Regions from separate parts of the Mus musculus genome. Here all the other regions are linked to region 6. The links are chromatin contacts, called in public capture Hi-C and promoter capture Hi-C maps. All regions are on one chromosome and are shown on one strand. The core of a region is the stretch at or near the end of the contact, and the rest is flanking DNA. Distances in the headings are between cores, read along the strand shown. Region 1 holds the start of Poglut1 (protein O-glucosyltransferase 1). Region 2 holds the start of Cox17 (cytochrome c oxidase assembly protein 17, copper chaperone). Region 3 holds the start of Pdia5 (protein disulfide isomerase associated 5). Region 4 holds the start of Sec22a (SEC22 homolog A, vesicle trafficking protein). Region 5 holds the start of Lrrc58 (leucine rich repeat containing 58). Region 6 holds the start of Iqcb1 (IQ calmodulin-binding motif containing 1). Region 7 holds the start of Sema5b (sema domain, seven thrombospondin repeats (type 1 and type 1-like), transmembrane domain (TM) and short cytoplasmic domain, (semaphorin) 5B).

The links. Promoter capture Hi-C pulls out the DNA fragments that hold promoters and counts their contacts. Capture Hi-C pulls out chosen DNA fragments and counts their contacts.
Region 1: a contact with region 6 is called in a promoter capture Hi-C map of hippocampal neurons, with 5 times the contacts expected there. The contact joins the promoter of Poglut1 here to the promoter of Iqcb1 in region 6.
Region 2: a promoter capture Hi-C map of liver shows a contact between it and region 6, with 2.6 times the contacts expected there. The contact joins the promoter of Cox17 here to the promoter of Iqcb1 in region 6. A contact is called at or near these places in 2 of 39 promoter capture datasets (liver and pre-B cells), 1 of 115 datasets of contacts at active chromatin or transcription factors (astrocytes) and 1 of 9 other capture datasets (adipose tissue).
Region 3: a capture Hi-C map of embryonic stem cells shows a contact between it and region 6, with 2.3 times the contacts expected there. The contact joins the promoter of Pdia5 here to the promoter of Iqcb1 in region 6. A contact is called at or near these places in 5 of 39 promoter capture datasets (the 3T3-L1 cell line, 3T3-L1-derived adipocytes, cranial neural crest and 1 more) and 1 of 9 other capture datasets (embryonic stem cells).
Region 4: a promoter capture Hi-C map of hippocampal neurons shows a contact between it and region 6, with 7 times the contacts expected there. The contact joins the promoter of Sec22a here to the promoter of Iqcb1 in region 6. A contact is called at or near these places in 4 of 39 promoter capture datasets (3T3-L1-derived adipocytes, hippocampal neurons, liver and 1 more).
Region 5: a promoter capture Hi-C map of pre-B cells shows a contact between it and region 6, with 4 times the contacts expected there. The contact joins the promoter of Lrrc58 here to the promoter of Iqcb1 in region 6. A contact is called at or near these places in 2 of 39 promoter capture datasets (liver and pre-B cells) and 1 of 115 datasets of contacts at active chromatin or transcription factors (large pre-B cells).
Region 7: a contact with region 6 is called in a promoter capture Hi-C map of stem cell-derived epiblast-like cells, with 4 times the contacts expected there. The contact joins the promoter of Sema5b here to the promoter of Iqcb1 in region 6. A contact is called at or near these places in 8 of 39 promoter capture datasets (the 3T3-L1 cell line, cranial neural crest, embryonic stem cells and 3 more).

What each region holds. Positions count from the first base shown.
Region 1 is chr16:38,548,480-38,552,418 of GRCm38.p6, reverse strand. It overlaps Poglut1 (protein O-glucosyltransferase 1), which reads left to right and starts at 2,163. Exons shown (of 11, transcript NM_172380.4): 1 at 2,163-2,336; 2 at 2,986-3,076; 3 at 3,838-3,939. The coding sequence starts at 2,252.
Region 2 is chr16:38,345,129-38,349,208 of GRCm38.p6, reverse strand. Cox17 (cytochrome c oxidase assembly protein 17, copper chaperone) reads right to left here and starts at 2,210. Exons shown (of 3, transcript NM_001017429.2): 1 at 2,002-2,210. The coding sequence starts at 2,108.
Region 3 is chr16:35,488,220-35,492,358 of GRCm38.p6, reverse strand. It overlaps Pdia5 (protein disulfide isomerase associated 5), which reads left to right and starts at 1,486. Exons shown (of 17, transcript NM_028295.1): 1 at 1,486-1,630. The coding sequence starts at 1,595.
Region 4 is chr16:35,362,116-35,366,342 of GRCm38.p6, reverse strand. Sec22a (SEC22 homolog A, vesicle trafficking protein) reads left to right here and starts at 2,425. Exons shown (of 7, transcript NM_133704.4): 1 at 2,425-2,519.
Region 5 is chr16:37,865,718-37,869,938 of GRCm38.p6, reverse strand. Lrrc58 (leucine rich repeat containing 58) reads right to left here and starts at 1,539. Exons shown (of 4, transcript NM_177093.3): 1 at 959-1,539. The coding sequence starts at 1,443.
Region 6 is chr16:36,826,569-36,830,568 of GRCm38.p6, reverse strand. Iqcb1 (IQ calmodulin-binding motif containing 1) reads right to left here and starts at 2,169. Exons shown (of 15, transcript NM_177128.4): 1 at 2,077-2,169; 2 at 1,496-1,565. It overlaps Eaf2 (ELL associated factor 2), which reads left to right and starts at 2,310. Exons shown (of 6, transcript NM_001113401.1): 1 at 2,310-2,518. The coding sequence starts at 2,413.
Region 7 is chr16:35,538,753-35,542,641 of GRCm38.p6, reverse strand. Sema5b (sema domain, seven thrombospondin repeats (type 1 and type 1-like), transmembrane domain (TM) and short cytoplasmic domain, (semaphorin) 5B) reads right to left here and starts at 1,280. Exons shown (of 22, transcript NM_013661.2): 1 at 1,040-1,280.

The DNA of each region.
Region 1 (3,939 bases), core at 914-3,413, 1.7 Mb before region 6:
TTTAAAATCATACTGGCCCAGGTTTCACAGGCTTTTTCTTTTTAAAAAAGATTTATTTAGTCAGGCAGTGGTGGCACATGCCTTTGATCCCAGCACTTGGGAGGCAGAGGCAGGCAGATTTCTGAGTTCAAGGTCAGCCTGGTCTACAGAGTGAGTTCCAGGACAGCCAGGGCTACACAGAGAAACCCTGTCCTAAAAAACCAAGGGGGGGAAAAAAAAGATTTGTTTGGGGCTAGGGAGATGGCTCAGTGGTTAAGAGCACTGGCTGATCTTCCAGAGGTTCTGAGTTCAATTCCCAGCAACCACATGGTGGCTCACAATCATCTGTAATGGGATCTAATGTCCTCTTCTGGTGTGTCTGAAGACAGCAACAGTGTACTCACATAAAATATATCTTTAAAAATTATTTTTATTATTTTTAAACAGTGTGTCTGTGTGTAGGTATGTACACTTGAGGGCAGGTGCTCACTGAGGCCAGAGGCTAGATCCCCAGAGGCTAGGAAACTGGAGTTAAGGGCGGTTGTGAGCTGTGAGACATTGGTATTAAAACTTTCAACTCAACCCCATCTGGGGATCCATCCCATATACAGTCACCAAACCTAGACGATATTGTGGATGCGGGGAAGTGCTTGCTGATGGAAGCCTGATATGGCTGTCTCCTGAGAGGCTCTGACAGAGCCTGACAAATACAGAGGAGGATGCTCGAAGCCAACCATTGGACTGAGCTTGAGGTCCCTGATGGAGGAGTTGGAGAAGGGACTGAAGGAGCTGAGGGGTTTTGCAGCCCTGTAGAGGGAGCAATAGTGTCAACTGGCCAGACACCCTTCCTCCACTGGAGCTCCTGGGGACTGGATGACCAACCAAAGAGTACACATGGAGGGACATATTGGTTCTGGCCGAATATGTCCCTTGTTGGCATCAGTGGGAGGAGAGACCCTTGGGCCTGAGGGTTTTCGATGCCCCAGGGTAGGGGAATGCCAGGGCAGAGGACAGGAGTGGGTGAGTGGGTGGGTAGGTTGGGGAGCACTGTCATAGAGGCCCTGGGAAGGGGGAATAGGATAGGGGGTTTCCGGAGGTGAGGGAAGACCCAGGGGAAAACATTTGAAATGTAAATAAAGAAAATATCCAATAATAATTTTAAAAAAATCAACTCAAGTCCTCTGCAAGATCAGTGTGTGCTCTAAAATACTAAGCCATCTCTCCAGTCCTTTCTGGTCTATTTTTGGATCAGTTGCTGTGAGGCTCCTGGTTTGTTGTTTGCACGTTCGAAGTTCTGAAGTTCAGTTAGTGTTTGGCAAGCTCTGGTACCTACAAACTTTAGAAGCTGAGGCAAGAGGATTATGGGTTGGAGACCAGTCTGAGCTATACTATAACACTCTATCTCAAGGATAAAAGAATGTTTTAAAAAGTTTTACTTATTATTATATCTAAGTACACTACAGCTGTCTTCAGACGCACCAGGTTGTAAGCCACCACGTGGTTGCAGGGATTTGAACTCAACACCTTTGGAAGAGCAGTCAGTGATCTTAACCGCTGAGCCATCTCTCCAGTCCAAGAATAAAAGAATTTAATGATAATGATACATAGCTTTAAAAAACGTCCAATTTGCTTTTTGTTTGTTTGTTTTTTTGAGACAGGGTTTCTCTGTATAGCCTTGGCTGTCCTGGAACTCACTCTGTAGACCAGGCTGGTCTCGAACTCAGATTTCCGCCTGCCTCTGCCTCCCAAGTGCTGGGATTAAAGGCATGCGCCACCACTGCCTGGCATCCAATTTGTTTATTGATAATCTGGTTTGGTATGGTCTTTTGCAGCCTATCACAAACCTCAGTACAAAACAAGGGCTTGTTTAACACGGCCTATTTGTGTTATATTGCTAGAAATTCCTATTATAAATGGACCTGTGCAACCTTTTGGGGACATCCGTTCAATACGATCAATAAATAAGTAGTTTGGTGTTCTGGAGTGACCTAGCCAAGGAATGATTTAACCTAAGCTCTGTGTATAGCTGAAGCACAAAACAAACTACCTCCAACCTTCGGTTTGTCACAGAACTGACCATTATTAAATGTGCCACCCGAATGGGCTTCCTGCTGCCTTATTTCCCATGCCAGGCTCCCGGAGGCCTAGGGGCGGGCTCGGCAGCCATCTTTGTGTAGGGCAGCTCCCACGTGCCGTGGCGTCCGCCGCCATCCTTCTGCTGGGCGGCGCTTCCGCCGGCGTGCGGGTGGGAATCCGCAGTGGTCTGCGGGTGATGGAGCGTCGGGCGGGCTCTCGGCTTAGGGCATGGATGCTGTTACTGCTCCTGTGCCCGGTGCAGGGCCGCCAGAAGGACTCAGGTGGGCTCCGGGCGGGGCCGAGCTTACCGCCGCGGCTCGGGGTCCGCTCGGGTCCCTGGGTGCTCGCTGTGGCCCCCGGCGCGCGGAGGATGCTGTGCGGCTGCAACGCGAGCTGGACAGCGGGCGGGGGCGAGCCTAGGTGTTTGGTGGGCCTCTTCTTCTGGTCCTGGATCCCAGAGAGTAACCCCCATCCTCCAGAATTGGGGATGGTAGGAAGAGAGGGATGTTCCCTGTTTACAGCAGAACGCTGTTCCGTGCTTCCCCAGAGGAGGGTGGGAGGCACTTGCTAGCTATTAGGACAAAACAGATGAGGGAGGATTTGAGTTTGCGTTGATTGTCTCGATGGGGTTCAGTTTGATTAGGTGAGAATCCATGTCGAAGTCCGGTGTCTCCATAACCTACTGAAGGCCAAACATTAATAGCTTGTGACTTTTCCAATTTCTTAGATACCTGATGGCGCAGGTAGAGGAACAGACTTGACTCAAGCCCCGACAAGTTACACAAAGAATCGTTCTTGGCATTTCCACTACTGGGAAAGGAAGGGGATTTCTCCAAGTGTTGGTCTTCTGTTGCTTCTGCCTGGTGCTTGGCAAATACGAATGCCAAGGGCATTTATTCTGTTAACTCTCATTTCCTTCACTTTTTGAAGGCTCAAAATGGAAAGTATTTCTTGACCAAATTAACAGGGCTTTGGAGAATTATGAACCATGTTCAAGTCAAAACTGCAGCTGCTATCACGGGTGAGTTCCTTGGTGTGTCTCTGAGAGCTGGATTCTTGTAGGGACCTTCGCTAAGTCCCTTGAGAGATCTTGATGGCAGTTATTAGTGATCTAAGCATGTCTTGAGACCTTAGATGGCTCTCGTAATGTATGGAAATGCTCTGGGATGGGAGAGGCTCGGTGTTCTCCACATTGCCTCTGTTCCCTATGGTATTTTAGCAACATGTGCTTTCTATTTCTTCTATTTCTCTTGAAAGCTTCTTAGGTCCAGAGTTCATGTCTTGTTATTATTCTCTCTGGTGCTAGTTGTCTGCAACTGCACATGAAAAGGAACGAGCATGTTTATCATCTAATCAGTATTTCCTCTTGGTTTTTATCTTTAAGGTATGCACGTTTGGGCAGGGTTAGTTCAGTACATTGAAAGCAGGCCGACTACCCCTCAGGGCAAGCCACGTAACCCCTCTGATAGTCCATCAGCTAAATAGCAGTCCTAGCTCTTCATTTTTTATTTGATCCCTCAAAGATGCTGATGATACTGAAACTCACTCTGTGCTGAAGTTGAGAAGGGATGTGATTTGCTCCCTGGTGACTGCAGCCTATGCTCCCAAGTTTGATATTTCTCAGTTATCCATGGTGCTCTTGTGGAAGAGTGGCTCGTTCCTATCCCCTGCTCTCCCCCCTGCTTAGTGTATCCTCTAAACAAAACTCTTGGGGATAGATGGGATGGCGTCCTCAACCTCGTGGCCTGCTTTGGCTCGATGTTTTCCATTGTTCTTGCACAGCGTCATAGAAGAGGACCTGACTCCTTTCCGAGGTGGGATCTCCAGGAAGATGATGGCTGAGGTGGTCAGGCGGAAGCTAGGAACCCACTACCAGATCATTAA
Region 2 (4,080 bases), core at 961-3,460, 1.5 Mb before region 6:
ATAGACGACAAGCACATTCATGGAGAATCTGTGACAGGGAGTGAGACAGGGCACGTGCAGATGTAGCTGGAGTGACAAACAAATCCCTACTACACCAACCAGCTCAGCTCCTTTGCTCTCTGGTATTTGCTCTTAAGATGGTTCTGTTCCCACAAAAGTGTTCCATAGAACTAAGGTCTTAACGTTTGTTTTTGTTGTTGTCTGGGGAAGGTTCTAATTAGATGAAATAATTATGTGTAGCAAATGATGCCTTTATTCTATACCCAAGGAATAATAAACATTTCTTTATAATGAAATAAACTGAATATTTACATAAAATGACGAGGAAAGAGTCTAACGTTTGGTCCTCCTATCACACAGAAATTAACTTCCTGTTTCTCCTTTTCCTCTTACATCCAAATACCTAAGCCTACCTTTAATCATTAAACACCCAACAACATAAACATCAAAAGAGATCTGGTAGCCACGAGCAACCAAGATGAATCGTTCTTCAGAAGGTTAAGGGTCTGTGATGATAAAATCCTAAGAGTAGTCACAAGAGCCCAAATGTACTGAAACACCCCTGTAATCATGCTCGGGAAGCTAAGACAGGAGACTCCTCAGGAGGAGGCCAGCTTGGGCTACATGGCAAAACCCTGTCTCAAAAAGAATAAGAGGTTCTCCTATTACCATCCTTACCAGCAGATGAGAAGACTGGGTGTGACAGTGAGTTCCGTATAACAGCTAGCTTCCCCTTACCACCGACACCCACTGCTAAACCTTACAGAAATGCGGGACTCGTTCAACACACGTGTGAAGCAGACTTGTTAAGTACCTTGCATAAGGTCACCAACTTGGAGGGAGAAGATTCAAAGCCTGACTGTATTTCTAAGCTCTGAGTCTTGAGCCACACCAAAGTCTCCTTAAGCAGGTTACCTTGGTATTTCAAGAACCTTGGTATCAGATCGATCTTTAAATTCTCCATTTATAGGTAGTGATAATAATAACTGGTTACACTCTTATTACCTTACAATACCAAGGAATACTTTGTTTTGTGTATTTTTCTATTTTTATTTTGAGACATGGTCTCACTCGGATGTTCAGGCTAGACTTAAAACTGTTTCAGTCTCTCCGGTAATGAAATCACACCATGAGAATCCATATTTGTTTCTCCGAGTATTTTTCTGCTTTGATGGGAGAAGATGGAGATGCATAGCCACACTGAGGACTTCAGTATCTGCCCCAGAACCCAGGCTACATAAAAGGGAGGAGACCAAACAAAACCTTTTGTGACTTGATGATAAAGTCGATGAACATTAATATCACCTCTGTCCTGTAGACAAGTTTTACAATTTGTTTTTATGTGTATAGGTGTTTTGCCTGCACACCATGTGTGTGCAGTGCCCGCAATAGCTAGAAGGGGGTGTCAGATTATTCTGGGGTTGGAATTACACAAGATTGTTAACAGTCGTGTGGGTGCTGGGAATCGAAACTAGGCCCTCTGGAAGGTCAACCAGGGCTTTTATCCACTTAGCCATCTCTCCAGCTCCAGACAGGTTGACTTTTAACTTCTTGGAAAGGGTATCCCTTCAGAAATGTATCCTGTGTTCTACTATTCACACGTTTCGACCAAAAAAAAAAAAAATTACTAAAGATTACCTGAAAAATTTACACCTAGGTCTTAGTAAATCTATCACAGCTGGTGGTATAGTATTGGCTGGTAACAAATCTCCACATATTTTAAATGCCTTTAAATCAAGAAGCATCTTTACGCACTTCTATTTATCTGGGTCTTATCCCTAAGAAGACTAAAATGCAATCGTAGTAAGGAATGAAGGACGAGAACCTTGGGATCAATGTAACCTCTTGCCCTCTCCGTTGACCCCTAACTGAGACTGGGGTGCGGGATCAGGGAGCAGAGAGGACAGCGGAACTATGGGTCCCTGCATCTCCAGAGTCCCAGAGAGCAGAGTGGAGCCGAGCTGCTAAAGCCCGGGCTTCCCTCCCGGGCTACGCACTGACCACGCATCACGCGCCTTCTTGGTTTCCGGGCAGGCACAGCAGGGCTTCAGTGGCTTCTTCTCCTGAGCCTCGGGCGGGGCAGGGCTAGCGGCCGCCAGTCCCGGCATCTTTCCAGGCGAAAGCAACTATGAGCGCACACGCGCAAAGCTCCCAAACTCCGACTACCCTGAGCCGTCTGTCTCCACTTCCGCAGTCAATCGAAGGGGGACAGGAAGTCCCGCCTCTCCGGACGGAAGTAAGTCTAAGAAGCGCGTGCGCAAAAGAAGTGGTACAAGGCCTCGCTCCAAGGGCGTGGCGTCAGCGCTGGCGCAAAGGTTAAAAGGTCACCCAGAATGGTTTTTGTTTTTGTTTTGTTTTTGAGATTGTAATTTAATTACATCATTTTCCCTTTCCCTTTCCTTTCTACAAATCCTTACATATACATACCCATTCCCCACTATCCTTCAAATTCATGGCCTTTTCCTCCCTAATTGTTATTGCATGCTTATATGTATACATGCATACATATATTCCTATATGACCCATTCAGTCCAGTATAATGCTAACTGTATTCGTATTTTCAGGGCTGACCTTTTGGTACTGGACAAGCAGTAGCAGATCCGGGTTCCACCCTGGGATATTTTATGGTCTTTCTTCCTTCCTGCTTTGTAGACATTCTGCAGATACAGATACAAAGGCCCCCTACCTCCTATTTCTCTCCGGCATATATGCTAAATTTTCAGATAATATATCATGACACAGTAGTCATGAAAGAAGATAAGATTTTTTTCTACTTTCAACAACTGTGATGGGCTGTCTCTGTCTCTCTGTCTCTGTTTCTCTCTCTCTCTCTCTCTCTCTCTCTCTCTCTCTCTCTCTGTGTGTGTGTGTGTGTGTGTGTGTGTGTGTGTGTGTGTGTTTTGGATAAGTAAATGACATGGTAACTGATACTGAAAGTGTAACCCCCTCAGTAGAGCTCCATTGCTTCAAATCAACCATTCTAATTGTATTCAAGTTCACTAAGATGTACAGCATTGAGTGGCTTCCTTAAACTAGCTGTAGGTCAGGAAAAAAGTGGTTTGTAGTTATTTATTGTATGTATCTGAGTACACTGTAGCTGTCTTCAGACACACCAGAAGAGGGCATCAGATCTCATCACAGATAGTCATGAGCCACCATGTAATTGCTGGGAATTGAACTCAGAATCTCCAGAAGAGCAGCCAATACTCTTAACCAGTGAGCCATTTCTTCACACACACCCAAAAAAGTGGTTTTAATTTTAATATAAATATTTATAGACAAAGTCTCTAGCCTAAGCTGGCCTTGAATGATCTGTGGATGACCCTGAACTGATTATTAAATGTTGGAATTACAAGTGTGTGCCATCCTTTCCTGGTATATAAGGACTTCCTGCATGTTAGGCAAATAGTCTACAAACTGGGTTACATACCCTCAGCTCCTAAACTGGTTTTATTAATTGTGCAATCAGATATTTGTCATTATACCAATTAACAGAATTAAAAATGCCTTTTCCTGGCATTTCTTAAATTCAACTAGGATCAATATAATCTTCAGCATCACAGCTTCCCTGTATAGAGTTGAGCGTGAGAGGCATTTAATCTTCATAACAAACGGAGGTTCAGAAGGGCATATGATTCATTCAGAGCTACATAGCTCATGAGGTTCCATCTCTCCCCATGGTCCATGCACTATCCTGTGCAATGTATCTAAAGGCAAAGTAACTTTCACTTTCAAACCACTCACCTGTATTTACTGGCGCTACTGCATTTTTGTGTAGAGTAAATGAACAAAGAAGAAAAAGAGTAGAACTGGAAAATGTAAGGATTGTGAGGACTGACTTTGATACAAATTGTAGACCACAAAAAGAAGGAGCAGAGGAGGAGAAGGAGGAGGAGGAGGAGGAGGAGGAGGAGAATTGGAACTTTATTGCAACTGATAAGTTTTCCTCTCATTTTTCCCTTTGTGAAGGAAAGTTCCTGGCTTGAACCACACATCACTCTGAACTTCCTGAAAGGCTGATCAACTGATTACAATTTTAGAGATCTTAGTAAGGCTGGAAGGTTGCTGGATTATAGCCAA
Region 3 (4,139 bases), core at 237-2,736, 1.3 Mb after region 6:
AATGAAGTGACAAGCTGATGGTGCGCGTGACAAAGAGGATTCAAAAGAGGATTTTTTGTTTTGTTGTACATAAAAGACCTGTCTTATGTCTATGGGTGTTTTTTTTTTTTTTTTTTGTTGTTGGTTTTTGTTTGTTTGTTTTTTGGGTTTTTCGAGTCAGGGTTTCTCTGTATAGCCCTGGCTGTCCTGGAACTCACTTTATAGACCAGGCTGGTCTCGAACTCAGAAATCCGCCTGCCTCTACCTCCCGAGTGCTGGGATTAAAGGCGTGCACCACCCTACCCATATGTAGGAGTACCACAATCATATCTTGTGCCCTTGGAGATCAGATACCCTGGAATTGGGGTTACAGGATGGTTGTTAGTTGCTATGTGGGAGCCAACAGCAGCAAGTGCTCCTAAATAATGTACCCATTGTCCAGCTCCCATTTTACATTTTTTGTTCAGGTAATTAGCATTCATTTAACATCAATTAACTATTTAAATGATACAGTTTGGTGGCATTTAATACATTCATAATGCTGTGCTGCTTCCCCTTTTATCTAGCTCTGAAAGATTTTCATCCTCATCAATGGATTTCTGAACTGAAATTCCTTTCCTCCATTCCCCAGGTCAGAGTAATCTGTTTACACAAAATGCAAACAAACAAACCAAAAAAAAAAAAACAAAACCAAAACCATTTTTTCCAATTTTTGTATATTTTATATAAATGCAATCATACAATATACAACATTTTGCATTTGGCTTTTTAAGAATCAGCATCATATATTTTTGATATTTGTTAACATGGTTGTGTGAATTTCTTTTTATTGGATGAATAGTATTCCGTTGTACCGGTGTATATCACATTTTCTGTATTTGTCTTTTGAGGATATTTAGACTCACTCTTTCTTTCTTTCTTTCTTTCTTTCTTTCTTTCTTCCTTTCTTTCTTCTTTGACTATCATAAACAGCGCTGCTAGGAACATTGGTGTGCTAGTACTACTTGAACACACTTTTCGATTCTTTTGAGTATATGGTTAAGGAGTAAGGGGATAGTGTGGTGATCTATACTTAATATTTTTTGGGCTCTCTAAATTGTTTTCCCGACACCTCAATAATGTTTTGTCAAGGGGAAAAAAAAAGCCTCGGGAGCAGATGGCATTTTCCATCCTCCACAGGCCATCATAGACTTTACAATTAGTACCTACAGTCAAATGACTGGAATTCTCTGGGTTGCCTGCTAATCCTCGGGGTGGGGAAACTAACTTCTGGGGGCAGAGTGAGTTGTTGGTTCTGATTCTGCGGGCACAGAGCAAGGCTCCTTAGTGAACAACTGTCCCTACTCCCCAGCCTCCCTGCCCCCCATCCTCACAGCTGCTACTCTGCGTCCTCAGGCAAAGTCCGAGGCAGAGGCATCCCGAGCTTCTCGTGAACTACAACTCCCGGCAGGCTCCTTCCCGGGCCGCCTCTCCTAGCCTGGTGCGCATGCTTTGGCAGACGTGGCACCGGGAACTCGGAGGCGGGGAGCGGCTGTGAAGTGGCCGTAGCTGTTGGCCGAGGTGGAGCTGGCAGGCGTGCGCGGGAGCCGGGTGCAGACGGCAGGAGGCGGCGGGGATGGCGCGGGCGTGGGGGCTGCTACTGGCGATTGGGGTGAGGCTGTGGGCCGGCGACACGTGCGTCCCGCATGGCCGTGGGAGCGCGCGGTCCGGGTTGGTTGGGGGCGTGCTCGCCGGGTGGCAATAGGGTCTTTGGTCCTCTGCTCTCCACTGGGGCCGGGCCGGGTGATCCCTCTCTCCGGGTTCGCGCTCCCGCACAACTTTGCGGGGACGCAGGTCTGGGATGTCCTTAGCCTAAGCAGGACTCCCCGGGCGGTGCTTGCACCTGTGTGAGTGTGGGGTGGAGGCTGCCTTCCACTTGCGCAGCAGGAACACTTGCTCGTGGGTTGGACCCCCGGAGAAAGGGCGCGTGACGGGTTGGGTGGGGTCACCACCTCCAAGAGTTCTGCTCCCACGGTGATGCCGGCTCCAGCCCCGGCCACTTTCGAGCTGTGTGTGTGGCGCCCTGGATCTGTAAACGTGTCTGCGTTCCTTCTATGAGATGGGAAACCGTAAAGATACCCGCTAAGGAGGTTGTCAGACGGGTCGGCTGAGGAGTCGGTGGAACCAGCTCCGGAGACTGCAAAATGATACCGGAGTGATACAGAAGTGGAGGAGGGGTGAACCGTGGTGCAGACTATGTGGGGATGGGAGGACTTTCCCGAACAAGCATCCCCCGAGAAGAAGTGGGGACTGGGGACGGGTTTGCCCCTGGGGCTGAGGTGTGGTTGTGGGTGTGTGACAGGATGTAGTTGCCTTCTTCCACATCTCTCTCGTAACTTCTTGTCTCCCTTGTGTTGGGTCCATCTCCTTATGGCCACCGCCACTATCACCAAGTTCGGAAGACTTACTTGCCCCTACCACTCCACTGTTTTCCCTTTGGGTGTGGCAAGGATGCTGGGCAGATGGGGGGGGGTGTGGTGGAAAGGGAGGGGTGATTAGATCTAAACGCTTGAACTCCGCAGTGCCCTGTCCTTTGGGATCACCAGTTAAAGGAGTGACATCGAGTTTTCTGTTATGTGGAAGAAGGTGTCAAAGGAAGCTCCCTGTTCCCAGTTCTGCATCCTCCGTCTAGGAGAGATCTAGTAGGTTACCGCGAAGCTTTGGGGTGCTGGTGGTGTGCCATGATGTTTGACATAAGTTTCCTGGAGCCAGTTGGGCTGACTCCCATCAGGATGTCAGTCCTTGAACTCTGAGGGAGGAGGGTTTTGCTTTCTTCCTTTTTCCCTCCCTTCAGTAAAAACAAGAGCCCAGGGGACTGACCTTTTACTCTGTAAACATTTATCAACCACATTGTTTGCCACCGGGTTGAATTTTGGGTGGGGAGCAAACTACACTCTGCGCCTGCCTTCAGGTGTTGCCCTCGGCTGAACAGCAGTCAATCCTGTGAGCAAATACTGTTCGAAGGACAAGAGCTAATACCCTAACTGCTGCCAGCCTGCCACAGGAGAGCCATACATTATCTGAGGTGGAGAGTCCCCACAGGGAGAGGTCACATCTCTGAGAGGGAGAGTCTGCCAAGGGAGAGCCCCTGGGGCCTTATTGAGGTGGGTGGAGCAGAGTCCAGGAATTAATGTGTTGTGGGTATTTCGGAGGTCTGTATGTACCTTCCCCTCAGGCAATGAGGAAGAACTTTGAGGTTTGCCCAAAGCACCTGGCAGCTGGACGTTCCTGAGCCTAGAGTTAGCTCCGCAAATACAAGGTAGAGGGATGAGAGCCTGGAATCCGCAGCAAGTGACTGCGGGTTGGGCCTCTGTGCATTTAAAAGCTATGTGGATTTGATAAGGGCTTCCTACATCCCTGGGAGCAGTTTGACTTCTTTGTTCGCTCTGTATTGACTGAAGGCCACTGGGCGTGGCCCAGGGTTTTATGAAAATGGATTTAACTGGGTCTGATGGCATGGCTTTGGAATCCCAGCTACTTAGGAGGTTGAGGCAGGAGGATGGAAAGTCCTGTTTGGACTACAAGAGTAAGTTTAAGGGCAGTCTGGGGGGCAGAGGGCCAGCCTAGCATGCGCTAGATTCAGTTCTTAATACTGTACAAAAGAAAAGGAAAACAATTCAGTATCCCCTGTATGTGGTCTCACTGTCAAGTTGGAAGTCATCTGTGGTCAGTAAGAAGAAAGGTGGGGTCTGATGACCTAGCTTGGATGATACCGCACTTGCCTTGTCTATATGAGGCCCTGGGTTGGATCCCAGCACCACGTAAATTGGGTATGGTATAAAGCCAGGCGATTGGGTCAGAGAGCCAAGGGCATCCTCAGGATTTCAGGCCAGCTACCATGACTTAAAAAAAAAAAAAGTGAGCATTTTACAAGACGATATTTTGAGAGACCACATTTACTTTTATCACCAGCATAGTAATAACAGATGTATTTCATTATTTTAATTCAGTCATAATACTGTATTATTACTTATTTTAAATCTCTGCCTAGTTTATAAATTAAACTTGTTCACAGGTATGTATGTATGTATGTATGAGAGGAAAAGCCTCTATGTTCTGTACGACCTGTAGTTTCAGGCATCCACTGTGGCTTTTGGAGCCACCCTTCCTCAAATAAGGGG
Region 4 (4,227 bases), core at 1,176-3,675, 1.5 Mb after region 6:
TATAAGCTATTATAAGTAAACTAGAGGTGATTTAAAGTGTAAAGTGGATGTGAAGAGCAGCTTTTCAATATTGTTTGTGGTAATTAAATATTATCTCCAACGTGTTGCTTGTCTAGGGGCCTCTCTACTGAATGCTTTATGTTTCTAATGAGGTTTTTTTCTTTCTTTCCTGGACTAATTACTTAGAACCTGAATGTTTCCAAACTGCTTGGAAACTCTAGTAATTGTTCCCACTTAACTTTCCCAGTAGCTGCTATTTGCCAAGGACCTTCATGTATTCTCCTGGAGCTCTTCCTCTGCTCTCAGATTAGAGCTCTTGCTCGTCTCCTCCTTACCATGAGGTTGAACGTCTGCTTGGCTTTCTTCTAGCCCGTGCTTCCAATATTATTCCCAGAGAGCGATCTTGGAAAATCTGGGGGTTCGCTCTGTTGGCTTCTTCTTTCTATGACCATAAAGTGACTGCCAGGTTGGAAAATGCCTGCAAGTGCTTGTTCCTCAGACTTGGTTTTCTTTCCTTTTGGTCATGCTAGGAAGCAACTTCCTGCCTTCAATGCCAATGTGGTGGTTTTTGAATAGCACGTTAGTGGAGTCATGTAACATGTGTTTTTGTGTCTGGCTTATTTTAGTCTTGTGGTGATTTGTATACAGTTGTTGATTGTCGTTCTTTTTCCTTAGACTGTGTGACTAGTCCACCACCTACTCATTCTATAGACATTTTAATACACATGAATACATTTCTGCTGGAACTTTATCTCAGAGTGGAATGCCCTGTTAAGTCATACTAAGAATTACCAAATACATAATTAGTTCAGATCTCCCCTCTGAGCCCTAGGCATACTTATCCCCAACTGCCTCTTGACATTCCCATTTATAGGTCTTCAAATTTAACATAGCCCACATGTTTGCTACACTTTGAGAATCCTAATGGCTTCTTAACCCATCTAGTTACCTAAGGCACCATGTTTAATAGTCTCCTTTATTTTGACCTGCTCCAGAAAATCAGTCCATTAAGACCCATGAACTCCACCTATGATTTATTAATATCTTGAAATTGTCCATCTCTTTCTGCCTCTACTGCCATTATCTTTGTTTAAGCCACCATCATTTGTGGCCTTGACCAATACAACTGCCTCCAAACTGGCCCATCAGTAACCCTTCTTGCTCCCTATCCATCCATCTCCATAAACAGCAAAATGAGCTTTAAAATATGTAAATCAGATCCTACTTAAGAATCTTTATTAGCTCTGTGAATTGATCTTAGGGTGTGTTGCTGAAGTCTGAACTGTATAAAGTAGCCAAAGAGAGTTAGACCTTGCCTCATCTCAGCCTAAACTTCTTGCCCCTACATACTTTCTGCTTTAGGCTTTTTATTGATGAAATTAACCATAGTGACCAAAGGCAACTGGGTGTGGAAAGGATTTATTTCATCTACGAAAAGAAGTGAGGGCAGGAGCTCAAGGCAGGGATCTGGACAGGAAGTGAGGCAGAAGTCATGGAGGAGTGCTGCTTACTAGCTTGCTCCCCATTGCTTGCTCAGCCTACTTTCTGGTACAACATAGAACTACCTGCACTGGGGTGAAGACCGCCCACATTGGGCGGGGCTCTCCTGTATCATCGTCAATCAAGGCAATATCCTACACACTTGCCCACTAGGCTAATTTTACAGAGGGTTTATCAAGATTCCTTCTTCTAGCTATGTGAAGGTTTCTGTCGAGTTGACAGAAACCAACCATCACGACTTCCTAGTACAGTTAAATGCTCACAAATCATGTTTCCAGGGTCTAGAACATTTTTAAGGGTCCCTTAATATACCTTGACCTTAAAAGGTACGTAATCATGGAGCTCTTCCCCGACAGTCCACAACTCATTCATCAATGTACCTATTAGTTTTTCTTCACAGTACCAGTCAAATGTACATTTCTGTAACAATTTACCTTAATGCCTTTTATTCCTATTACACCTTAAAAGGAGTGCTGTGGACATTCCTGTAAAACATGCTTAAGATGCTGCCGACCATTTAATTGACATTCAGCATATCCTTGTTTAATAATACTTAACCTCGTGAAGGCTGGGAGGAGCTACTGAGGCTTTTCTCTCTGTTTTGCTAAGTTTCTTTGTGTAGTGCCTGATGGAAGAAGATCCTTTCCCTGTTCACCAGAGAGAGCTTTTCCTCTGTCCCGAGTGGCGCACGAGAGACAAACTGCTTCCCGACACAAAGCAGCAGGTGAAGGAGATTAGCCTTATTTCCGAAGGACAGCATAATTCTCTTCTTAGAAGAGAAGGCAATCTCCTGGCGCAGGTGCAGGAAAACCTGCCAATCTCCGCCGGAGGAGGCGGGGATAGGGCGGGCCTCGGAAAGGGGCGGGTCTTTGGATGCTTCCCACGGCGTCCGATAGGCCCGTGCGAGCTCCGCCGGCGCCAGCCACGTTGGACGCGGGCATCCCCGCTGGAAGGCCACTCCCGGCCCCACAATGCACTGCGTGGCACGTCACTCCGAGCCGCGGGTCCCGGAGCGACAGGTATGGCCCGGCCCCTCTTTTCAGCTTCCTCTGGGTCTCCCGGAGCTCTGGCCGGCTGCTCGCGCCGCTCTCTCGGAGTTCCACCTCGGCTTGACCGGTAGTTGTCCGAGCCGGAGCTTGGTGGCGGTGGCCTCAGAGCTTAGGAGGACGGGCGTGCAGGGTCCGAGTCCCTGCGACCTAGGGCTGCGAGCCTCGCGGGCGGCGGTTGCTGTTTAGCAGGCCTGTCCTAGGATGGGCGGCTGGAGTAGGGGCTGCTGACGGGGAGGGACGGCCGTCCCGGGCTGCCAGCGAGCCGTAGTGTTGACTCCCTGGCTCCCGATGTCAGCAGCACACCGACTCACTCGGGCTGGTAGGTGGCCCGAGAGAGCTTGAGGTGGCATTCCTACTTTCTTTTGGGCGGGGTAGCTTGTACCCTGTGATTTGTGAAGTCTGAATGGGCGTTGCAGTTGGACATCTTACTCGTTGGCTCTGGGAAATCCCGTGAGGCCCTGTTTTAAAGGTGCTTTGCGACTCTCTGTGGCAGAAAAGAGACCTGAGAAATTGGCTCCACAAGTGGGGAGTCTCCTGCTGCTTAGCTTCCGGGATCACCATCACCTGGGGGCAGGTGGAACTCTTCAGAACCCGCCCCTCCTGTGCTTAACCCTGGGCAGAGCCTGGGTGTCCCGCCAGGCTACACGTGATAGAATCCCAGCGGATTAGTACAACCACCATTTTTTTAAAAAACGGAATCACATTCCATGTTACTGGTACCCACTCGTTTGCCAGTACCGTGAGAAGTCGGTTTCTTAAACAATACTTAGAACTTCTAGTGTGTAAAGGAAGACTTGAGAGCTGAACCTGACACCCGTAACCAAAAGTTACTAAAGGATCGGCCGTTTCCACTTAAGAAGATCACATCAGTTTAGTACTTGATTTTTAGAGACTGGGTAAAGTTTAAGTATATTTTAGTTTGGTGTATGAAAAGACACTAGCAAAGAGATACTTGCCACCTTCCTCTCCATGTAGTAACGAAGCCTGGGTATGTTTAGAGGCAGTGTCTTATAGAGTTATTAGAGTTAGTAACAACTTATTACTTACTAGGGGTTGAACAAATGACTTAAGCTTTTGGAACCTGTGTTTCTTCCAAAGCAAAGTGAAACAAATACCCAACCTTACCGGTTCCCGGAAGGTTCAAATGAGGTGTATGAAGTGGATCTTAAATTCAATTAAAAAAAAAAGATAGGTAACTCCTATAATATTCTGTCATATTGTACCTCTGGGCACTGTAGGCAGGTCATTATTAGAGCTTGCAGGGTTCGTAGTTGGGTGAAATGGATGGCTGCCTTTCTCCAGTCACTTGCATAGCAACTTGTAGCACTATGAACACTGACCAGTAGGGGTGAAGCATATGTGTGCCACAGCATAGGTATGCAGGTCAAAGGATAACCTAAGGTATTGGTTCTTGCCTTCCCACCTTGTTTGAGACAGGGTCTCTTGTTCACTGCAATATACCAGGTGATCTGTCCTCAGAGCTTCTGGGAACTCTTTGTGTCTCCAATTCCCATCTACCTGTAGGAGCCCTGGATTATAGATATCTCCTCATATAACCACGTCTCAATTTTTCTTGTGTTCTGGAAAGCCAAACTCCCGTCATCAGATGGCTTGCCCTACAAGTGTTACCATTCAGCCATCTTCCCAGCTTGCAAATGCTGTTTTTACAAGCTTGTTT
Region 5 (4,221 bases), core at 290-2,789, 1.0 Mb before region 6:
TTGCTTTGACTCCCCTGCAGGGCACATTAGAGCACTTCTATTATCCTCTCTGCACCTCCTCACTCCAGTACACTACTGACTAAGCCACTAGGAGATAGGACAGACAGTTCCTGTAAAGAAGGAATCACATTCAGTAACATACAGTAACACAGATACAATGGTATGATGTGTGACACACAGAGGAAGTAATTTGGCTCTAATTGTCCTGGGAACAGTTTTTTTTTTTTTTTTTTTTTTTTTTTTTTTTTTTTTTAGAATTACAGAAAAGACTCCTAAGATAAAATTTTGAAATGTGAATAGTTCCTCAGGGTCAAAGGAAGCGCAGCGTGGTTTTTTTTTGTTGTTGTTGTTTTTGGGTTTTTTTGTTTTTTTTTTTTGTACCCAACCCCAACCCCACAATTTAGTGAAGCTGCCTTTCTGGGTGTGTGTGTGTGTGCAAGGCTCACTGACTCCACAAATGGTACTTTGGGTATCGGGAAAAGAGGGGAACTGGAAATAAAAACCAAGGAAGTAGGTCAGCACCTCCTACGCCACGTTAAATGCCACTTTGATGCAAACGCATGGAAAGTCTCGGAAGACTTAACCAGTAAGAAATCGCCAACCTCTGTTAACGGGAGCCCTTTTGACTCCCTGTCTAGACTCAAGAAAGAAGGCGAAGTCCGGCTTAGTGGCGCATGTCTTTTAGCCCCAGATTTGGGAGGTAGAGGCAGGCGGAGCTCTGTGAGCTTGAGGTTAGCATGGTCTCCACAATGAATTCCAGAGTTCATTGGGGGGCGCGGGGGGCGTCGAAGACCTGCGGCAGGCCAAACACAACCCAAAGGCTACCACCCACCCACCCACCCTTGGTCAGACGCTACGGGTGACAATGGCTCGCCTAGTCCCCCTCCCCCTCCAACCCGGTGCCACGGAGCTCGGGCCACCGCCCCGCTCCCCACCCCCGGGACTCGCCGCCGCTCACCTCCGCAAGTTCTCGATCTCGGCGGGGATGCTCTGCAGCTGGTTGCCGCCCAGGCTGAGGGTCTGAAGGGCGCGCAGCTCCAGCAGCGAGGCGGGCAGCTCCTGGAAGCAGTTGCCGCTGAGGTTGAGCACTTGGAGGCTGCGGCAGAGCGGCGACTGGGCCAGGCCCTTGGGCAGCGAGCCCGGGCCGCCGAGCCGGTTGTTCCTGGCCAGCAGCGTGCGCAGGCCGCTCAGCGTCAGCAGCTCGGGCCCCAGCGCCGTGAGCGAGTTGCCGCTCACGTCCAGGAGCTGGAGGTGCGGGAAGCCGCCGCCCAACGCCCGCGGCAGCGACGTCAGGCGGTTGTAGGGCAGCAGCAGCCGCAGGAGAGCCTCGCGCGCGCCGCGCCGCTCCTCGGCGCGCGCCTCCAGCTCCGACTCCAACGCCTCGGCCGACACGCTGAGGCGGGACCAGTTGAGTTCGGCCTCCCCGAGCGCGGCCTCCTCCATCCCGCCGGATCCCGGGCCCGCGAGCCGAGGCGGCGCGCCCCGGAACCTAAAGCGAGCGCCGCGTCGGAAGTGGCGCGGCGCGGCCCGGTACGGCCCGGGCGCTCACCCCCGCGCGCCCTCCGAGTCACGCGATGGTCGGCGCCGGGTGCGCGCGCCGCTCCGGGGGCCGGGCTCCGCCTCACGTGGCGCACGGCGCGGCGTCCGCTGCGCAGGAGCCGAGGCCTGGCGCTCCCGGGAACCGTGTGAGGGAGCTGTGCTCGCCCGGGCGTCGCGGGGCTCGGTGGGCGAGCCGGAGGCCTGAGGCTCCCCGGAGCGGGCAGCTCGCCCTTTATAGTGTGGCACCCGGTGGTGGCCTTGGCCGCCAGAGTAAACAGCTCCGGGGCTGTTGATCCCGCCCGGGGGCCTGCGCGTCACGGGGCGCCGCCTCCTTTGTTCTCACTTGAGGCCGGGGCCCCCCCATTTTTGCGGGATCCAGAGAGAGTAGCCATGACGGGGACGTAGCCTGAGAATTTAATGTCTTCAGGAGAACGTGCTTGGTGGCCCCACGCCTCTCGTCCCCGCTCTGAAATGCAGAGGCAGCCGTACTGAGTCTGAGGCCCGCCTGACCTACATAGCCCAGGCTAGCCAGGGCTACACGGTGAAGAACAAAGGCCTCTTCGAAGCTAAAGCCAAAGTCGGAGATGGCTGTCGCCCCAGCTGGAAAGCATGCTTGAAGACCTTCCCTTCCCTGATTGCCTGTTGTTTCTTAAAGCATTGTCTAACGCGAGCGAGCCAAGACAGCCACAGCTATACAGTGAAACCTTGTTTGGAAAAAAAACAAACCCCAAAACAACAACAAAAAGCACCATTGTAAAAGTATTGTGTGTCCAATAAGAACTTTGTCCACGTCAATCACAGAATCACTCCTGTGGGCTTTGGTCCCTTGGGCATGGGAATGCGCTTGGGAGTTGGATATAGGAGCCCCCTTTATTAGATCTAGCTTACACTGAGCTCAGATGGAGAAAGCGTTCAAAGCACTCTGCAAGTGAGAACTAGATAGAATTTAACTGGGAAAGTCTTGACTCTAGCTCTAATTCACTAATTCCAGTAGATTTATTTTCATCCTGATCCCATTTCAATGTCAATCTTTTCTGAGATTTCGTTTTGTAATTTTAAAGTCATTAGTGGAAATAAGAGAAAAGCTTAGTTTCTTACCGAGCTTAAATACAAGAAAGTTAAAAGGTTATGTGATAACCAGTGGGATTAAATTGCTTTTTTTCCTAAAAATCATAACCTCATCTACTCAGTTGTGCAGATGAGAGACTTCATGCTACTTCACAGCTAAGCTTTATGATTGAGTTGTCATGTTTGTTAGTTTAAACAATCTATGAGTGGAATTTAAAAAATATGTGCCAGACATAGTAGTACCTGCTTTTAATCCCAACATTCAGGAGGCAGAGGTGGGAGTGTCTCTGTGAGTACCAGCCTGATCTACATAGTTTTAGGACTGTCAGGGTAACAAAAAAAAAGAAACCATGTCTAAAAAATAAAATAAAATCTGCAAGTGTCTTGAAGACATCTGATTTGGAAGTTCCTTTTTTAAAATGGACCTTATTTCAGATCAACCTAATATTCTAGAAGAAGCCCTACTGTGATCAAGAATACTTAATGCTTTAAAAATGTGTACTCTTGGTAAAACAACAAGCAGTAGCAATGTCAAACGAGGGAAAAAAACAAAACATGATTGAGAAAAAGAGCTAGCCTGTGTAAACATCAGGTAGTAGGGGAAAGATGATCTCAATAATAGAATCTGAAGCTATGCAGAAAGTCCTAAGTGGGGCAGAAACTCCTTTTTAAATAAACAGTGAAGGAAAGAGGGTAGAAAATGGAGCTGTAGCAAAGAAATGGGCAAACTGACAAAATTTAGAGTCTACTGCTTGAAGAGCTGTAGTATGACCTATTTTAATAAAGATTTGTGCTATCGATATCTGTTTGTTGAATTTAGGCTAGATGGAAGCAGATCGTCGAACAGAAACTGTCTTGTAAAAGTTGAACATGGTATTATTTTTGAAGCTATAACAAGAAAACGATCAATATCAACGTAAACAGTGTATCTCCTCAACCAGAATGGGCTCCCATGTAAAGAAAAGCTCTTCATTTTCATTTTTTAGTGCATGCCCTTATATTCAACTCCCTACCATTCACTGCAGGCACGATTTGTTTATAATTAAATTTTTTTTAATGTGTGGTTTTTGGAGACAGGGTTTCTCTGTGTAGCCCTGGCTGTCCTGGAACTCACTCTGTAGACCAGGCTGGCTTTGAACTTAGAAATCCGCCTGCCTCTGCCTCCCTAGTGCTGGGATTAAAGGTGTGCGCCACCACGCCCGGCTATAATTACTTTTTATGCAAGTGTAATAAGTCACGTGGTTCTTCACAGCTTGCTTATACATGCGTATCATTGTGGCTTTGCCTCTTCAATCCACCCTCACTCTCCCTTGCCACCCAGCCCTTCCCGCCAGACCTGCTTTCATATTATGTACACAGACGTCCTGCATATGAGGATGCAGTGTTTGTTCTCTTCTCCTTACCCCTTCCTGTCAAACCAACCCCTTCTTCCTTCCACTCAGTCCCTTTTCTGCACATACACACACATACCACAACACACGTACACACCACACACACACACACACACACACACACACACACACACACTACACCACACCACACACACACCACACCACACACACACACACACACACACGTACACACCACACACACACACACACACACACACACACA
Region 6 (4,000 bases), core at 920-3,419:
TGTGTTGAATCCTGTGAGCCCGTCCACCTAATCACTGAACCTGGAGATGGTTTGGAAAACCCCACATACTAGACCTAAGAAATGTTATGAAATTATAACAAAATTTAAAATTACTTATAGTCTATCAATTCTAAAATTCAAAAATCCACACCTCAATTTTTTTTTACTAAAGCTTTTCTATATAAGTCTATATAGTTTTCTAGGTAGTTTTCTATAGTTTTTTACTAAAACTTTTCTTTATAACTTTTCTATATAAGTATTTGAAGCTCAATAGTATCATTAATATAAAACATATTTTAATTAATAAACATATTTATTATGAAGAACTGTGCTAAATGGGTTTTAATGCATTATTTTATCCTTTCAATGGGGTTATGAAATAGTTACCATAATCATCTTAAATGTGCAGTTAAGAAAAATAAAACTTAGCTGGACATAGTGGCACATGCCTTTAAATCTCAGCACTTGGGAAACAGAGGCAGGTGGATCTCTGTGAGTTCAAGACGGACCTCTATATAGTGAGTTTCAAGACAACCAGAACTATAGTGAGACCCTCTTCTTGAGTAAAATATAAATCATTAATAGACAAATCCACTGAAACTATTTTAAAGAAAGCCCAATAACATTCCTAGCATGTAGAAGATGTAAAACTTTCCAAGAGAATGCATGTTGTCTTACTCTTTCCGGTGTCTACATTATCCTGTTCTTTGTAAGAATTCATCAAAATATGCTTAAACATTCCCTTCACTGGTGGCCATTCTGATTGCAAATTACTTTATACAATATGGTAATAAAATCAATGTGAAAGTATACATCCACTCACTTGTGCCACTGAACAAATCCCTCTTGACATTAGATGGCCACAAAATCAACCACCTGGGTTTCTCTAAACCAGTGTTTTCATCTATGAACATAATAGCCATCCCTTGTCCCTAGACTTCAAAATTTATAAGGCATTCAGCAATGATTAAGTCTAAAAATATGAAAGTATTGCTGAACCCAAAATAATTATTTAGAGAGCATGTATTAACTCATTTAACCACCTCAACAATTCTAAGGAATGGCATTATTTTTTACATAGCTATTATTATTTCCCCAATTCTAATGATAAACACATTTGTTTGATTTGCTTGCACAAAAATCACATTGAGAGTATGAAGCTGACGTACAAGCCCAGAGATTCTGGCTTCAGAACCTTCGTGCATAAATACATTGAACAATCTCTCCTTGTATCTTTAAAGGGTAGAAGGCAAAAAATAATCCCTCATCCATCTGAAAAAAATAAATTGACAAACCTATTTAAGGTAGAAGTGCTGAAAGCATAGTCTGATGCCACAATTAACCTGAAGAATCACCTGAGGGGGCTCACTGTAGACTTTCTCTGAATAATCCTCCAATACAAAGCACGCTTTCTCCTACTTCATAACACTTCTGTGAGGTGGGGTGTGTGTGTGTGTGTGTGTGAAGGCAATTATCAATCAATTGACGCTCTTACCCTACTGCTAGACTGATCTCTGAGAAATCAAGAGTCCCAAGGCCGCGCTCTTCAGTGCTTCCAGGAATCACTACAGAAACAAATGCCAGAAACAAACGTACAGCAGTCAGTTACCCCTAACCCTAGGCTTCTCCGTCGCCTCCGGAAACGCCCCCTCCTCAGGTCCTAACCCCGGCGGGAAAAGCCTGTGTTTTTAAAGGGCTAATTAAAAAATAATAAATAAATAAATAAATAAATAAGAAAGAAAGAAAGAAGAAAAAATAAATAAATGAACGGCCCTTAAAGGTAACTGCGCGGCTTCCAGAGGTTTCCAGTCTGGTCACATCACCTGAGGGGGCGCGGCTGGGGTTCCAGACCCGCCTCAGAGCAGCTAGGCCTCAGGAGGCCCCAGGCCTGGGCCCGGCCGCCACCTCTCGTCAGGCGTCCGTTTCCACACCAAACCTGCGGGCCCGGCGCGGAGGAGGCCCACGCTCCCGTTACCAGGCCCCGCCAGGCAGTTCTGCCCTGGGTGTCTGGCGTCCTAGCTTCCCCGCCCCCCTAGGGCCTTTCCTCCATCCCAGCCGCCATCTCGGGTCTGTTACCTCATCTCTTTCCCCGCGTCCGTCCACCTCAGGGCCCGACCCGCACAGCGTACCTCAGCGAGGCGGTCTCCGCCGAGCTGTGTGCGTCGCGACGCGGGAAGGGGGCTAGGGGCGGGGATGGTGGCCAGGGGCGGGGCGGGGCCCTGGGGCGAGGGGCGGGGCAGGTGTCTCCAGACAGCCAATCAAGACTCGGGGCGCTCCAAGGGGCGGCCGCACGCGTCTGGAGGTGAAAGGAGCTGGTCCCGGGCACCGAACTCAAGCTCGCAGCCAGTGCAGCTGTTCCAGAGGCTGTGGCAGGGGACGGCGAAGGCCAAAAGCGGGAGGCAGGGGACGAGGATGAGTGGACCAGCGGGACTTGCATACCTGGACCGTCGCGAGCGGGTTCTCAAGCTAGGCGAAAGTTTCGAGAAGCAGCCGCGCTGTGCCTTCCACACCGTGCGCTGTGAGTGCAGACTGTACCCCGGGTTCCTTCTGGGATGGGAGGGTGGTATGGAGACAGACTCCTCCGGATTCTGTAATTCTGTCCCCGCCGCTCTTTGCTCCCCGGGAGACCAGATGGCACAGTGATCCACTACCCAGTTGCCAGCCTCTGTGCAGGCACCTGGCGTCCCACAGTGTAGGAGAACCCTGGAAGGGTTTAAGTGAGACTGACAGACCTGAGAGGAAGTTTTGTGGGACGATCTGCACGGGTGGCTGTGGAGACTAGCGTGACAAGTGGATGGTGCAGAGTTTGAAAAGGTGACAGACAGATGGAACAAAGGACCGAATGCAGGGCAAAAGTGATGTGGAGAGGCCACAAGGACATTTCTTCCCCATTCTGGCTGATGAGGGTTCCCATTTAGTTTGTTCTTGGGAAGAGATTGTCAGCTGTCTCAATCGTTTGTATCTCTTTCCATCTCAGATTTCATGGTCAACTAAGTAATTACTGATTATCAAAAATTGAAAGATTTTTTTATCTAGTTTCTTTACTTTAAAAATCTACCTCCTAATGATTTCTACCCTTTGGTGTTTTGTTCTCTGGGATCTATTTTAATAGGTTATCTCTAATATTGTTGAAAAAGAGGTTATAATGAGCCTTTTCGTTTTAGTAATTAAATGAGATGCCAGCACGAAAAATATAACTTAATTTTGTATGTAAAACTTCTTTTTTGCATAATAGGCCACAGAATTCTAGCGCATAAGGGAAAGGTCACTGAGTTGTGACCTCTGTGTGTGTGTGTGTGTGTGTGTGTGTGAAATTGTAGATTTTTTTTCACATCTCTTTTGCAGCCCAGCTCTTCTTTACTGTCTGCTTGTCCTACATTCTCCACCATTCTGTCCTTTTCCTTACAAGGTTTATATTCTGAAAAACACTCATTTAAAACTCAGTCTTCAAAGTTTAAGTTGTAGACAATTCATCTATAATAACTCAGAGTAAATGTAGGAAGAACCAATGGGTTTAACCTTCCATTGATTATATTTAAGCTTTATAAAAAGGCTGCATTAAGCAAAAATATCATGTTTTGGTGGAATAAATGGGAGAAGTTTACCAACAGAACTTCAGTAGTGCTCCTTGTTTATTTTGCTCTGGGTTACCATCCAGAGTTCCCCACAATGAATCAGTGAGTGTTGTGCAGCCATAGTCTCTCTCCCTCTCTCCCTCCCTCTCTCTCTCCCTCTCTCTCTCTCTCCCTCTCTCCTTCTCTCCCTCCCTCCCTCCCTCCCTCCCTCCCTCCCCTCCCTCCCCCTCTCTCTCTCTGTCTCTCTGTCTCTCCCCTTTCCAAAAGCAAGGTACTGTTCTTAACTGACCTCTCAATGCCCCTTTCCCAAGTACTATGTCCTTTTCCTCTTCCTTCTTCTCAGGCATGCAGTGATCTTTTGTTTTTCAGTACAAAGTTTAAAGTTACAAAAAAGTTATTTAGTGATAGATATGTTTATTTTTTTT
Region 7 (3,889 bases), core at 31-2,530, 1.3 Mb after region 6:
CAACGGGGCGAGACGACTCAGAACCGGGCCCCGGTAAAGCAACCAGAAGGGATGAGATCGGCGCTTCAGGTGGTCGTCTGGTTCTTTAAAGTTTGAGGCCCGCAACGGAGCCCACATCGTTCTGCCGATCCTCTTCACCTTCGCTTTTTCTCCGCGGGTCCTGCTGCTACTTCTGTCTCCGCTCCCGCCGGCTCGGGTCCCCGGATCCCCTTTCCTGTTCGCATCCCTCCTTGTGCCCAAGCGCAACCCCCCCCCCCATCCCTCCCTCCGCGCTGGATCTCCCGCACGACGTGAGCGGAAAGTGAATGGGCAGCCCCAATCACAAAGACAAATTACCATGAGAAAAATAAATCAGGAAATCGCCCCTTTAGTCCCAGGTTCCCGCCGCCGCACCCGCTTCACTGGCTGAGGCAGGAGCAAGGGGCCCCGGGCTGCTCCATCCAGGGCCTTAGAGGACACTGTGGGCTCCGAAGGGCCCAGTTAAGGCTGGAGTAGCCTAGGGGGTGGAGGGGTCTAGGAAGAATCAGGCGAGGGCCGGGTTGGTGGCGGCGGCATGGGGGACGTCCCTGCGCGGGAGATTTCACACTCTGGGCCGGCCACGCGTTCCCACGCGCCTCGCCGCCCGCACTCTTCCTCTGCCAGGTTTCCCCGCCCGCCCTCTGCTGAACCTCTGTCTCGGCCCAGTCTCCGTTCCTTTGCCCCCTCGCTCCCCCAGCCTTTCCCTGGTCAGTCCCCCTACTCCAGGCCCGCGATCTGGGTCTCCGCCGCGGCTGCAGCCTAGACGCGCTGATCGCAGCCCAGTGGAGCCAGAAGCCAGAGCGAGCGGGTGTCAGGAACGCAGCAGCTCCGGTGGCGCCCCAGCCGAGGTAGCCCCAGACAGCCCCGGGACCCGCGCTCCAGCCCCCTGAAGCCTCCCCAACGTGCCTCCAACTTACCAGCGCCCCCGGACTCCCACCCCTCTACCTATCCTAGTTGCTGAAGTTTGCAACTCACAGCCCCAGCTGGCGAGGGAAAAAGCTCCGGAAGCTCCCGGACTCACCTCCCGGCAGCACGCGCAGGTGCCGGGCTCCCCGCGGCCCTGGGCTCAGGGCGGTGCGGACCACAGCGACGAACCCGAGGGCTGGTGGCCGGTCTGGGAATGGGGCGGCCGAACAGCAAGGCTCCGGACTACGGGTTCAGCGCTCCGCCGCAGTCTCCGACTCCTGTCGGGCCCGGCTGCGCTCCGGCTGCTCCAACAGCCGCTGGATGCGCGGCCGACCGGCGGGGCTCGGCGGAGCTGGGCTCCAGCACCAACCCCCGCGCTCCAACTAGCTCCAGACCCCGCGCGCCGGAGCGAGCCGGGAGGAGGAGAGTGAGGGAGCAGGCGGTGGGGTGGGGGGGAGGCGTGGGGGAGGAGTTGGAAGCCAGAGGAGAGAAGGAGGGGAGCGGGGGAGAAAAGGAGGAGGGGGATGGAGAGGACCTGCGACTGCTGGCGCTTCACCCGCCAGCCCGGAGGAGAGCGGGAGAGCGCGAGGGGGCGCCCTGCATCCCGATTTCGCCCCCTAGCAGAACTCCGGCCCCTAGCTTGCGAGCTATGGGGATGGGTGGACAGAAGCTGCCTCTGTCCTAGGTCTCTAGCCTTTGCCATCTTTTGCTAGGTTTTACCTTACCGTTCTCTGCCATCCCCATCTCAAACCGACCCCAACTTGGAGCCTGAGAAAGCTCTCCCCCCAACACACACCCTGGGGTCCCCAATACCCCAGCCCCTTTAGCTGTGTAGAAACATTTTTCTGCCTGTGGATTTGAAATATGAATGAGAAAAGGACCGCGTACTAAACCCGGGAGATTGTAATCAACTCCAGCAACAGCGAGATGCTAAGCTGCTGGGCTGGACCGAAAAGCCAGAGCTGACCGGTTGCTAGTTAACCTCACAAGCTACAAGATCTTGGGTGAATCTCTCTAAGTCTCAGTTTCCTCGGCTGTAAATTGACGTTAGTGATGTGCACCCTACCGAACCTCGTATGAAGAACCAGCAGGGGATCCAGGGAGTGAAATGGCTTCAGGAACACTGGGAGGGTATCCAAAGAATGTTCAATCCTAGAGGAACGGAGTAATGTCCGCAGCAGAGGGACCCTTAGCGCAGCCACACCAAGCTAGGTGGGATTGTTTCCAAGTTAAGTGATCTAGTGTCGACAGAGAAAGTCGAGGAGCGCAAGCTTCAAATCCTAGATGCTAGGGCTACAAGCACGGATGGAAAGGGAGCCCTCTGCTGAACAGAAGAGGTACTTTAATTATAAAATAAGGTGAGCTAAGGAAGTGAAAAAGTGGGAAAGACAAAGGACCTGAACAATCAAAACAAGAGAAGTGTGCTTCTAAGAGAAAACCAGAGAAAACCGCCAAATAATGCTTTAGGGGAATAAAAACGCTAAGAGTCTCTCTGGAATGCTTTGGAGAATTAGAACCGATTCCAGGTGAAGCACTTCGTGTTACAAAATGAAACCTCGGAAAAATGCAGAAGGATGGAGATAGTGATGGAGGCGGTAGGAGTCCCAGGATGCAGGCAGTAGGAATCCCGGGATGCTTCCCTCCAGTACCTCCAGGGTAGTGGAACAGAAAGGGTGTGCTCTAAGGAAGCCCTTTATGAGGTGCTGTGAAAAGGGAAACAGTACCAGACCTCAGAGAGATAGTCTTTCTAGGGCAACAGAAAAATGCTGAAGCTCGTAATGTGCTGCATAAAGAAGAACTCACAAAGATAAAACCTATTCTGGACCCAAAGAGAGATGCAAAGATGGGGATGGGGAGAAAGCGTCGTCTGAGCACAGACACATCTAAGCCGGGGGTCAGCTCTGAAGAAGCAGTATGCGCTACACAGACCAAGAGATCTGGAGAGTAGAAGCCAGTTTCTAGAATCTCTGGACCTCTTCCATGCTATACACACTGGCCCAACCCTCCCCCACACTCCCAATCCCTAGAGGATTGTTTTTACCATGGCAAAGATACAAAGATGTGGAATATAAAACATCTTTTTTAAAGATTTCTTTTCATTCTATATGTTGGCTTGTGTGTCTGTGTGAGTGTATGCCATGTGTGTTCTGGTGCCCGTGGAGACAAGAAGAAGACATTGGATCCCCTGGATCTGCAGTTGTGAGTCCCCTGGTGTGGATGCCGGGAATCATACTGAGGTCCTCTGCAAGAACAGCAAGAGAACTGCTGAGCCATCTCTCCAAGCCCTAGAAGCACCGTTTGATTAAACCAAAACCATAATGTTCCATAAGCTGCACGAAGTGAGGGGAGGCTGTTTGGCTGGCTGGGAAAATAGGCAAATGCCTTCTGGATGATTCTGCGGGCCACCACTGTCTCTTGGAAAGCCTCCGTCCTTCACACCGTCTTCCCACCGCCTTTCCCACACCCCTTCCTGGCTTCCCCTCTCCTTATGAATGAGCCGGGGAGGGAGGTTGGCGCAGGAAGAGAAAAGGCGACACCCTTGTCTGGGGGAAACAGAAAAGGTGATCATCATCTTTAGGAGGAGCCAAGAAGGAGACACTCAGAGACACAGGCTGAGGAGCAAGCCTGCTCGCAACCCTGAGCTAATTAATCCTAATTGCATCCTACTGTGTTGTATTGATTACCAGTGATTACTCAAGGACTCTCAATACCAGAGAGCTCCAGAGGCTGGACACTAAGAAAGGGGACAGTTTCTTCCTGAGCCTGGCTCACCACCTGCTCCAGGCATACCCTGGTGCTTGGCCAACTTAGCCGGGAGAGAATCTTAGAATTATTGTACTTGGGACAAAATCCGAAGCGCTGGTTCCAGCAGCAGCAGCAGCTCCTGCCACTTTCTTAGACCTTTGCAATAACCTCTGCAATAATTACTCCTAGGAAGAGCCATCCTCCACCTATCTGAACACTG